Linked DNA regions of Zea mays: region 1 is linked to region 2. A link is a contact called in public Hi-C data. All regions are on one chromosome and are shown on one strand. The core of a region is the stretch at or near the end of the contact, and the rest is flanking DNA. Distances in the headings are between cores, read along the strand shown. Region 1 holds the start of LOC100275784. Region 2 holds the start of LOC103626704 (protein CYPRO4-like).

Region 1 (5,886 bases), core at 2,595-5,094, 340 kb after region 2:
AGGGATCCACCCGTGTCTATCTCAACCACATGATCATGTTGGATTCTTAGGATGCCCCTTACATGGTGTATAATATGTTTATAGTTCTTGGAGCCAAAGCTCGACTCTATTTGATGTAGGTGCTACATGCTCTTATGTATCCACCAAGTTTGCATGAGAGCATAGCATACCTATGACTCTTTGTAATGAGTCTATTGAGAAGTCTTAAGGAGGTCTCAAGGCGTGAGCATCATTACCGAGGAACACCCTTTTCTAGCCAATCTAATCTTGCTCCCCTTTGATGGCTTGAATGTGATTCCAGGGATGGACTAGTTCACCTAACATCAAGGAGTGATATCTTGCTCATCCAGATATGTGGAGATAACCCACTCGAGCGACCGAGTGTTATACTGCGTGCCAAATCATGAGAAGTCAGTTTATATGTTATGAGCCTTGGAGGCTAAGTCAATCAAGGATGTGCCTATAATATGTGAATACCTTGATGTATTTCTAAAAAATCTACCAAGGATGACACTTGATCGAGGCATCAAGTTTGTGTAACATGGGACCCATTGTAAAGAGGCCATATTGCATGTCGGTTAACAAAGTAGAAGACTAAAGAAATAACTTAAGGAGGTGTCTCACAAAGGGTACATCATGCCAAGTTCTTCACCCCAGGGCTCTCCTATTCTATTTGTAAAAAGGATGGCTACATGAGGATATGTGTGGATTATAGAAATACGAATGACATAACCATAAAGAACAAGTATCCTCTACCAAGGATAGATGACCTACTCGACCAGTTGAGGAATGACAAGTTCTTATCCATGATTGACTTCAGATTTGTATACCATTAGATGAAGATCTGACCTAAGCACATCCCGAACATCACATTTGTAACCATATATGGGAAGTATGAGTTCGTCGTTCGGACTCATCAATGTCTGGCCTACTTTATAAACATGACGAACAAGGTGTTCACGGATAATTTGGAAAAGTTTGTGATATTATTCATTGATGGCATACTAGTCTATTCCGCTACTAAAAAATTGCACGACCAACATCTAAGAGTATGTTGGAGAAGTTAAGGCAGAATCAACTATATGCCATGTCCAACGGCGACCTTCGACTGTGACCTACTAGTAGGAGCAAATCAATAACAGGAACATTATACAAGGCCATAATCAACATGCATGGGGACAAAAGGGCTAGCTGGATGGTCTAAATCTAGGAAAGGAAAACCAGAGGGTGGAGGGCTGGGAGCACATCAACTGTGTAGAGATTCACCAAAGAGGAAGAGATTTTGAATACAATTACTGAGATCTTGGTCGTAGTCAGACATCATATACCCCTTTCGATAGGTCGTATATTGATCCTACATGACACAATAGACCGTTCTCTACGCCAAAGTACGACACACGCTTCGTGCCATACCAACGTGGACCGGTTACAAGCCGTACCGGGCCAATTATGTACCATGACACGGGGCATCCGATGGACCAGGAGCCTTTTGGACAACTATACGTGTGCTGGGAGGCGCCATGTGCGTGATCCGAGTTTGGAGAGAAACCCATGTGGCCGTACGTCATGTGGGGTAAACCACCACGTCCCTCCGATCCCTCGCTAGCTGCTGCTTTCTCCGTCCACTACTGCATGCACGCTAGCTAGCTCTTGGCTGCCTGCTGCCTGCTCAAAAGACCTCCATTATATATTATCTCCATCCACTACTTGCGGAGCCACCACCACCATTATTACCATTCATACATGCCGCCGACGGCTACCAGATCAAATTAACGTACGATTCACGAAGCATGTTAATTTCCAGCCTTGTCATCCATGCATGCATGCAACTCGGCAAGCTAGACGTTGCTGTTGCTGTTGCTGGCAAATAACACACAGAGATCGCTAGCTGGAAATATATGCATGCGTGATTAGTGCTGAGAATTGGGCTGGTCCGGCGAGCCCATCTTGCTTCGTGCCAAATGGATTTGGACCAAGAAAGTCAAAAAAAACTTTTGGATCATGTTGTGCACTCGTGCTAGTCTGGAGTATAAAAACAGTGGTCCAGTCCGGTCCTACTCCTAAACTACGTCGTGCTTTCGTTGGACCCTGCCAACTAAGTCTAACCCATATATTTGACCATATAATAAAATTAAAATATTACAACCACATAAAATCTATAAATTACTAGATTAAAGATATTAAACAAGCATAGCATCATTTGACTACATAAAGTCTAAATATCATAACAATATAAAGTTATAGCTTACTTAATTAAAGAAATTAAACAACATGAGTTTTATTGGGTCGTGTCCGCCCAAGACCGGCCTATATGTGCGGCCCGTGCCGAGGGCTCGACGGAACGGAATTTGAGGCTTAGCCTAGGTCTATCTTCGGGTCGTGTTAGTCCGACATATATTATTTCATACTAGACCGTGCTTTATGTTTATGTGTTTTGGGGTGTGATCGTGCTGGTCTAGAAAGTCCTGCCCATATTCGTAGCAATATGGGTGATGCATGGAAATGGGAGCAGCTAGGGACGGCAGCATAGCACATAACATGCATGCCAACGAATCTACGTCGTCGTTCTCGCTAACTCGATCGCAAGGTCGTAGCGACGACGCTGCAGCATGTGCCGCCATGTGCGCCTTGCCTCCTCTTCTTCTCAGTCATGCTCATGGGGAGCCCGGCCGGGGCGGACCTCGCGCTCCCAGGCCTCTCCGTCGATCTCTTTTCCGATGCATGCATGCTGAATCGATCCCCTCACAAAAAATATGCATGGAGGATGGAAATCCCATTTTTTTCAAAGGATTTTTTATTTTCCCACGTAAAATTAGTTTATTTTTTCTTGAAAAAATAAGAATCCTTTGAAAAAAATAAAGTTACTAAACTAGCCCTAAACTTTGTAGTACGTGTGTACTGTATACGGACTCTACGTCTTTACACACATATATAGCATTCCTGCTGTTAAGCACAGTTGCATACCCCATGGCCCATATGACACATTTGACACGCAGAATTGTTTTTGTGCGATTCAACTTCAAAATACGCCATTTCTCAAATCTTAACTCTGGTTCAAGAATGCATGTTATTGAGAAAAAAAATATGACGAGAACAGAACGAGATCCATGCATGAAGCCCACACATTTTGTTGAAAATTTAAAAAAAATGCAAATTCGCTGCAATAAAGATCCTATCGCGACTTGTTTAGTATCTCTAGCTGCAGCGTCTGGTTTGCAAATCTACTCAATTGCAACCTAGCTAGTGTGTATGGTATTATTCACAGCTACAGTGCTTAAGGATTATTTGCCTTGCATTACTATTGTACTACGTCTGTACTTGTGATTGTACTTTGAGATGATCATGTGACATGTGAGGTACATATGCACACACATATATATACGGAGCATGCGTTAGAAAATTAATTCCATGGAATAACACAACGCAACAAGTACGTAGTACTATATACCTCGCGTGCTTTGGAGAGAGCCCTCGGCCACATGCTTGTTAATTCTGAGCTGGCAATTGTTACACACTGTGTTCTATACACAGCTAGCTAGCTACGTACCACACACTGTTAACTTCAACCTTGAAAACAAGACCTTTTTCAGCGCATGCAAATGTACAACAATAGACCATGTGCCATGACACGAAAAAAGCGACAAGAGATGCATGCATGCTAGCTTAGCTATATATCGATCCAGGACCACCAAATGTAACGATGGGAATGCATATGCATGCTAGCTCAGCACCACGTACATGCAGCATGCGACTCCCATTCCTCATGCATGGAGATCAGTTGTGTGTGTGTGTTATGTGTATATAGTCTGCTATAAATCTCAAGCACACCACACACGTATTCTCCGGTCCATCGCCTTCCTCCTACACGGCCTCGCTCGATCTTACTTGCTTTTCCAGCTCGATCACAGTAACCAACGACGCAATGCGAGGCCCCAACACCAAGGCCTTCCAGCAAGGCTTCGTCCTCAAGAACATGATCTCGAGTCTCCAAGCCTGCTGCAATATCTCATCCTCTGGCTCCGCGGGCGGCGCCACCGCCACGATGAGTCTCCAGCAGAGGAAGCGCGCCATCAAGGCGTCGGTCGACATCGCCATGGCGGCTTCTGCCCGCGGCGGTGGGGCGCGGTGGCCACAGGCCGTCTTGGCTCCAAGTTCGTCGTCGTCGTCGTCGCCGTCTGCTAGAACGCCGTCGCCGTCGTCGCCGGGGAAGAAGAAGAAGAACACGCGCGGCGTGTGCAAGAAGAAGGTCGTGAGGCGGTCGTGTCTCCACCACACGAGGACGCGGAGACGGAGGGATGGCAGCATTGCTGGTACCACGTCCTCGTCGCTTGCAAGGACGACGGCAGCGGCGGGAACGACGCTCGGTAGCTGCAGGGAGATCGCGCGGAGGCTGGTGAGGAAGAGGACCATGGTGCTCAGGAAGATGATTCCCGGAGGCGAGCTGCTCCATGATGAGATCTCGCTGCTTCATGAGGCTGTGGACTACGTTACTCACCTACACGCGCAAGTTGACGCTCTCAGGCGCATCTCGAACGCGGTGCAACGAGCGAGGTTGAGCTAGATCTTGTGTTACCAGGTTAGTTTTCTGGGTTTTTGCTTTGTTGTTTGTTGTTGCTGCAATGAACCTGATACTCGGGTGATGTATAATAGCCTTTAATTGTATTGTTAACGAATCATACTTTCAAGTTTCAACATCCATCTATATATATAAATGTACCTAACATGAAACTTTTTTTATGGGTTCTATCTGTTTTGTTTTGCCCCTCAGCATGCAGATGTTAGTACGTGCCCGGATAGAGGAATTGGAAGGGCAGTTCAATTTGCAGGAAAAGAACAATGGCTGATATATAGATTGTACTCGCTAGCAGTTTTCCCTCGGCATATGATGGAAGCTGATGCAACTCATGTGACCAGACCAGCATGTGGAAATGATGAAGAGTAGACAAAATATGTTGTAGTCTGCAGATAGGGTTAGAGGATTGTGATTGTGATTGTAACTTGTAATAAGGCAGAAACCAAAGAGACATACGCATATTCTTGTGTATGCTGATGGACAGGTAAAGCTTTTGCTGCAGTATTTCTCTAGATATTGCTAGCATTTAACTTGTTGTCAACTCAGGCAGAGGAGATACATATGCATATACTGCATAGGGGGTTCTAGCTAGTCTTGAATCATTGCAAGAATACATGTCTAAATGGATGGGCTGTGCTAGACCAGACATGGCTAGGCCCTACAAGAATTGGGCCATGTTGGAAAGGTCTAGATTGACCATTGGGACATGTTGTGTCGGTCCACAACTCATGGGTGAGACCCAATAATGGTCTACCAGGTTTGTGATCGTGACAGGCCCATGTCAGACTGACCTAGATTGGCCAACGGGTCATGCCGTGCTAGCCCACAGCCCATGAGCGAGGCTCAGGCATAGCCTATCAATCCACTAATCGTGTCAGGTCGGAATATAGCCCGACAAATCTCTATGGTAGTCTATGACGTTTAAATAACATAAATAAGCAAAAAGTATTTATAAGTAGGGGGTTTACACCATGGTTGCTGGCTTCAAAGCCACATTTACACCCACTTAGCTAACAAAACACACATATTTTTTGTTTTATAGTCTATACTCAAACATAATGTAGATATGTTTAACTAAAATGAAAAAAAATAAAACCAGGTCAAGCTCGATGTACCGCACTTAAGGTCCAAGCACGACACATTGATGGATTGGGCCGACACGAGCCAAGCAGCTAACGGAATGGGCCATGCTTGTGATGGGCTAAAACCATGTCGTGCCATGAGACGTTCGGCAGGCCGTACCCATTTATACATCTATACTTGCAAATGTACTTCAAATTTGATGGAAAAGGGTAAACAACTAGTCTACTACT
Region 2 (5,766 bases), core at 500-2,999:
CCAGTGGGTTGAGCTTCAGCAGCCTTGGAGCAGCAATTCGGTTCCCCATTCTCCCACTAAACCCGGTCTTCTCCTTTCCATCTTTGTCAATGAAGATGGTGCATATAAGAATCAGGTATGTATCTGTTGTCCCAAGAATCCACTTCCCATCATATGTCACGTCGACATGGGTAATGGGTGAACCCAACCCAGGAAAGGCTGTCTTTGCCATCCTCATAGAACTCTTAGAATACAAGCGGATCTTCCCATCCAATGATCCAACAACAATCGAACCATCACCAGTTGAAGCGAAGCACTGGAAGTTTGTCCCCCGGGAAAACTGATGCCCCTGAGTCCATTGCAATACTGGCGACTCAGTTGCACTTGCCAAGTTCTGTACAATGCCCCTGCGATCTCTCATATCCCACCGGCACAACCGGTTGTCATCCAGTCCCAAGAAGGTGGATTCGGATGGATCCAACTGGGCACCTTTGCTATCATTCGTGATATCCCTCATGTTAATATCCGCTCCATCCTTCTCAAACTTCCATTCTGAAACCACCTTCCCCGTCTCGATATCAAATTGATGCACCCCCTTGGCATGTGGCTTTCCATCAGTGGCTGGGCTCATCAGGAGCATGTTAGTCTCGGCCCGCATAAGAAGAGCCTTTTTCGGTGTCGAGAAGTTTGTGCTCCCTCCAGAAAACTTCACGGACATGCCCTTGCCGTGTATCCCATGCTCGAAATTCCTCACGACCTCAATGCCTTTGTCTCCAACGAGGAAACTGTTATCCAGTGCGCCAAGCGCAAGACTGTTAATTCCGCTGCCTTCCTCAACAGGCTCCTCAAACTCGCGCAGATCCTCTAACAAAGGCTTCAGTACTGGTGTCCGCGGGGGCATCGGGCTGCCCTTGGGACCCGGAGAGAAGAAGCCGTCGGTGGCGTCCTCCCATATCGACTCGTCGCCGTCCTCCGGGCGCGCCCACGCCGCGAAGTCCTTCCCAAACACCTTGGCGCGGCCCTCGTCCGTGGCGGCGACGCCGTAGCTGTTCTCAAACATACAGCTGTGGTACTTCGCGCAGAAGTCACCGAAGCCGTCAGCGTGGCGGAACTTAAGCGCCCATACGCCGTCGGCGACGAAATCCACCCGACGCTGCGCGGGGAAGGTCTTGAGCTGCAGCTCGGGCCCGACCCTGGCCTGGATCTTCGAGCCCACGACGAGGCACCACGGCCCGCCGGCGGGCGCGTCGTCGTCCTCGTCGTCGCCGGTGCGTACGAAGGAGGCGGCGGCGAGGCTGTCGGAGACGATCCACTTGGCGGAGGGGGAGGAGCCGCCGATGTGGAGGTATAGCTTGACGGCGTTGAGCGCGGCGGGGTTGGCGCTGAGGGTGAGCCCGGGGCTAGGGTTCGGGGAGATGGGCTCGTTGTACTTGAGGTGGAGCTGGCGGAGGTGGCGGTCGATGGCGTCGATGGAGGCGGGCGTGGCCGCCGCCCCTGCGCCGCTGGCCAACTTGGAGGAGGCAGATGCCGGGGTAGGCGTGCCGTAGTCGGAGGAATTGTCGGAGGCCCGGGACTCGGCGTCGTCGGAGTCGGAATCGGATAGGTCGAGGTCCTCGCGGCTGTGCGAGCCCCCCATGGCGGCGGAGGCTGATAGGGTTTCGGCGAGGAGGTGAGATTGGGGGAGGGGAGGAGGAGCGTGCGGGAATTTGAATTTGGGAGAGGTGATGGGAGAAATGGGGCCCTTTGGCCGTTTTGCGCTGCGACTGCAGTCTGCAGGTTGGGGACTAGTGGGAGAGATCTGGGAAATGAATAGAATAGGAGACGAACGGCCGTTGCACACTTCACTGATTCAAAATTTTCAAATTGAAGATCCATAGCACTAGCACCGTCACTGACTCTTACTCGCACCAACTGTTCCATGGTCTGAACTCAGAGGCAAGAGATTACTTTTTTTTCTAAAAAACAGCTATTTCTTCTTATTAAACTGATGCAGCCTCCTCGCTATACATTGCGTCACGTCACCAAAAAAAATCATCGCCGTACACATGTCTCTTACCGCTTCATCTCCTGTGCTGTCCTAGATTGTATTAAAGAGGGGGGATCTTGACCACGTCTTTGTTGCCGCTTGCACGTCTTCTTGACGGTATCATAGCAGGAGGTGACGACGCTGTCGAGGACGACAGCGGCAGCGCAGCTGCTTCCATTGGCCTCTGCTTCGTCTGACTGTCGCTTTCTAAGGTAAAGAGATCTGTTGTCTTCATTTTTTTCCTTTTTTGTTGCTTACTGTAGCTTCCATGCGTGATTCATTCATTTCTCTGATTTTTACTTTGCAAAAACTCAATGTTAGTACAGCTATAACTTTTAGTTTCGCGTTGTACTAACCATCTACAACAGCAAGCATGCATGCTTTTTCTCCTTTTTTTCTAAAATATTTCAAACTCTATGTGTTTTTTTTCTAAAATATTGCAAAATCTAAGACAGTTTACTATCCACATACCTTAGCCTTTTGCTGCCCCAACCGAGAACCCCCATCCATTCGTCCGTACACTTCCAGTAAATATGTTTCTTTCATATTTGTGTATGCTGAATCCTACCTTTTTAGATGACGTTTTCTCTCATACAAAATGAGATTGAGATATAATATTTCCAAAGGGAAGGGAGATTTTTTTACCGCTAAAAAAGGTGAGTCTATGGTACAATATATTCATAGAAGGAAAGAGTTATTACTAACCTTTCTTCCTTTGGTCACCTGCAGGAGATACTCCATTTTTTATATAATTACGGATTAACTACTCTATTTTATCTTATTGGATTGGCTTCTGAAGGCATTTCTAATTCATGTTTAAAATACTATGGGCAAGAAACTTTTCTAAGTCTTTAATGTGTGTTTCCATGCTCCCTGCTCACTTAAAAGGATACTGTATGATTTTATATTGCAAATGGTCCTTTAAAAGCTATGTTAAAATGGATATTGCATAAAAGTTGAAAGTCCTTAATTGCTATAGTTACATTGCTATATCAGTCCAGTGTTTTGGCTTAATATCCACCTCTATCATTGCATCTATTTGGACTTGCATTCTAATTTTTTGATCTCTTTTTTATGCTCTATCTTTTCATATGTAGTTGTTTGTACTTTGGGGTCAGGCGCTCATTTTCAGGAATCGATTCTTCCAGCAAACAAGTCGTGTTATTTCTTAATGTCTAAGTGAATGCTACTTTCTTTCTTCTTTCAAGTCAGCAGCGAATCTAGCAAAAAATATTGTCGGTGTCATTAAGAGTAGCTTTACTATATTATACAAATTTTTATAAATTTTAACAGTGTTTTGCTAAAGGGTTTATAAAATTTATCGGGGTCGGCTGAGCCCGATAAACCCCTCTAAATTCGCCCCTGTTTCAAGTTGTCGTTACCTTTTAATTTGCCCCTATATAGGAGAGGCCGAAACCATTGAAATTAGCTACTACATTTGATGGTAATGCGAGGACACTTAAATTCTACTTGAAATCTACTGTAGACTCCAGTTATATAATATAAATAATCATGATCTTCTAGGTCATATGATATAGTGATTTGTGAAAGGGAATTATGCTTACACCTAGTTCCTAATTGATTTTAGTGGTTGAATTGCCCAACACAAATAATTGGACTAACTAGTTTGCTCTAGTGTATAAGTTATACAGGTGCCAAAGGTTCACACTTAGCCAATAAAAAGACCAAGAATTGGGTTCAACAAAGAGAGCAAGGGATAACCGAAGGCTGCCCTGGTCTGGCACACCGGACAGTGTCCGGTGCACCAGGGGACTCCAAGTCAAACTCTTCACCTTCGGGAAAATTCAGAGGCACTCCGCTATAATTCACCGGACTGTCCGGTGTACACCGGACAGTGTCCGGTGCTCCAGGAATGAAGCGACTCTGAACTCGCCAGCTTCGGGAATTCGCTCCGCTATAATTCACCGGACATGTCCGGTGTACACCGGACTGTTCGGTGAGCCAGCGGAGCAACGACTACTTCGCGCCAACGGTCACCTGCAGAGTCATTTAATGCGCGCCAGAGCGCGCATAAGTCAGGCACGCGCGAGACGGCGCACCGGACACTCTACAGTACATGTCCGGTGTGCCACCGGACATCCGGGCGGGCCCTGCAGTCAGAGCTCCAACGGTCGGAACCCAACGGCCTGGTGACGTGGCTGGCGCACCGGACATTGTCCGGTGTGCACCGGACTGTCCGGTGCACCATGCGACAGACAGCCTCCACCAAACGGCTAGTTTGGTGGTTGGGGTTATAAATACCCCCAACCACCCCACATTCAAGTCATCCAAGTTTTCCACCTTCCAACTACTTACAAGAGCTAGGCATTCAATACAAGACACACCCAAGTGATCAAATCCTCTCCCAATTCCACAAAAGCTTTAGTGTTAAGTGAGAGTGATTTGTTGTGTTCTTTTGAGCTCTTGCGCTTGGATTGCTTTCTTCTTTCTCATTCTTTCTTGAGATCAATACTCACTTGTAACCGAGGCAAGAGACACCAATTGTGTGGTGGTCCTTGCGGGGAAGTTTTGTTCCCGGTTGATTTGAGAAGAGAAAGCTCACTCGGTCCGAGAGACCGTTTGAGAGACGAAAGGGGTTGAAAAAGACCCGACCTTTGTGGTCTCCTCAACGGGGAGTAGGTTTGCGAGAACCAAACCTCGGTAAAACAAATCCGCGTGTCACACTCTTTATTCGCTTGCGATTTGTTTTGCACCCCCTCTCGCGGACTTGATTATATTTCTAACGCTAACCCGGCTTGTAGTTGTAATTAACTTTGTAAATTTCAGTTTCGCCCTATTCACCCCCCCTCTAGGCAACTTTCAATTGGTATCAGAGCCCGGTGCTTCATTAGAGCCTAATCGCTCGAAGTGATGTCGGGAGAACACGCCAAGAAGGAGATGGAGACCGGCGACAAGCCCACTACAAGCCACGGGAAGGCTTCATCGGAAGAGTCCCGCAAAAAGGGAAAGGGGAAGGAGAAGAAAGCCTCTTCCCACAAGTCGCATCGGAGTGGCGACAAGATAAAGAAGATCAGGAAGGTGGTCTACTACGAGACCGACACTTCATCACCTTCCACCTTCGGCTCCGACGCGCCCTCCGTAACTTCTAAGCGCCATGAGCGCAAGAAGTTTAGTAAGATCCCCCTACGCTACCCTCGCATTCCTAAACATACGCCTTTACTTTCTGTCCCATTAGGCAAACCACCAACTTTTGATGGTGAAGATTATGCAAGGTGGAGTGATTTAATGCGGTTTCACCTAACCTCACTCCACAAAAGTATATGGGATGTTGTTGAGTTTGGTGTACAGGTACCATCCGTAGGGGATGAGGATTTTGATGAGGACGAGGTGGCCCAAATCGAGCACTTCAACTCCCAAGCCACAACGATACTCCTCGCCTCTCTAAGTCGAGAGGAGTATAACAAGGTGCAAGGATTAAAGAGCGCCAAGGAAGTTTGGGACGTACTCAAGACCGCACACGAGGGGGATGAGCTAACTAAGATCACCAAGCGGGAGACGATCGAGGGGGAGCTCGATCGCTTCTGGCTTCGCAAAGGGGAAGAGCCACAAGACATGTACAACCGGCTCAAAACCTTGGTGAACCAAGTGCGCAACCTCGGGAGCAAAAAGTGGGATGACCACGAGATGGTTAAGGTTATTCTAAGATCACTTATTTTCCTTAACCCTACTCAAGTTCAACTAATTCGTGGTAATCCTGGATATACACTAATGACTCCCGAGGAAGTAATCGAGGATTTTGT

Evidence for each region. A called contact is a pair of places that touch in the nucleus more often than the background predicts.
Region 1: a contact with region 2 is called in a Hi-C map of root tip, with 6 times the contacts expected there. The contact joins the promoter of LOC100275784 here to the promoter of LOC103626704 in region 2. A contact is called at or near these places in 7 of 25 Hi-C or Micro-C datasets (bundle sheath, ear, endosperm and 3 more) and 1 of 3 datasets of contacts at active chromatin or transcription factors (leaf).

What each region holds. Positions count from the first base shown.
Region 1 is chr5:92,220,506-92,226,391 of Zm-B73-REFERENCE-NAM-5.0, forward strand. LOC100275784 reads left to right here and starts at 3,845. Exons shown (of 2, transcript NM_001374083.1): 1 at 3,845-4,576; 2 at 4,769-5,238. The coding sequence starts at 3,923. The coding sequence ends at 4,561.
Region 2 is chr5:91,879,003-91,884,768 of Zm-B73-REFERENCE-NAM-5.0, forward strand. LOC103626704 (protein CYPRO4-like) reads right to left here and starts at 1,750. Exons shown (of 2, transcript NM_001346849.1): 1 at 1-1,750. The coding sequence starts at 1,615.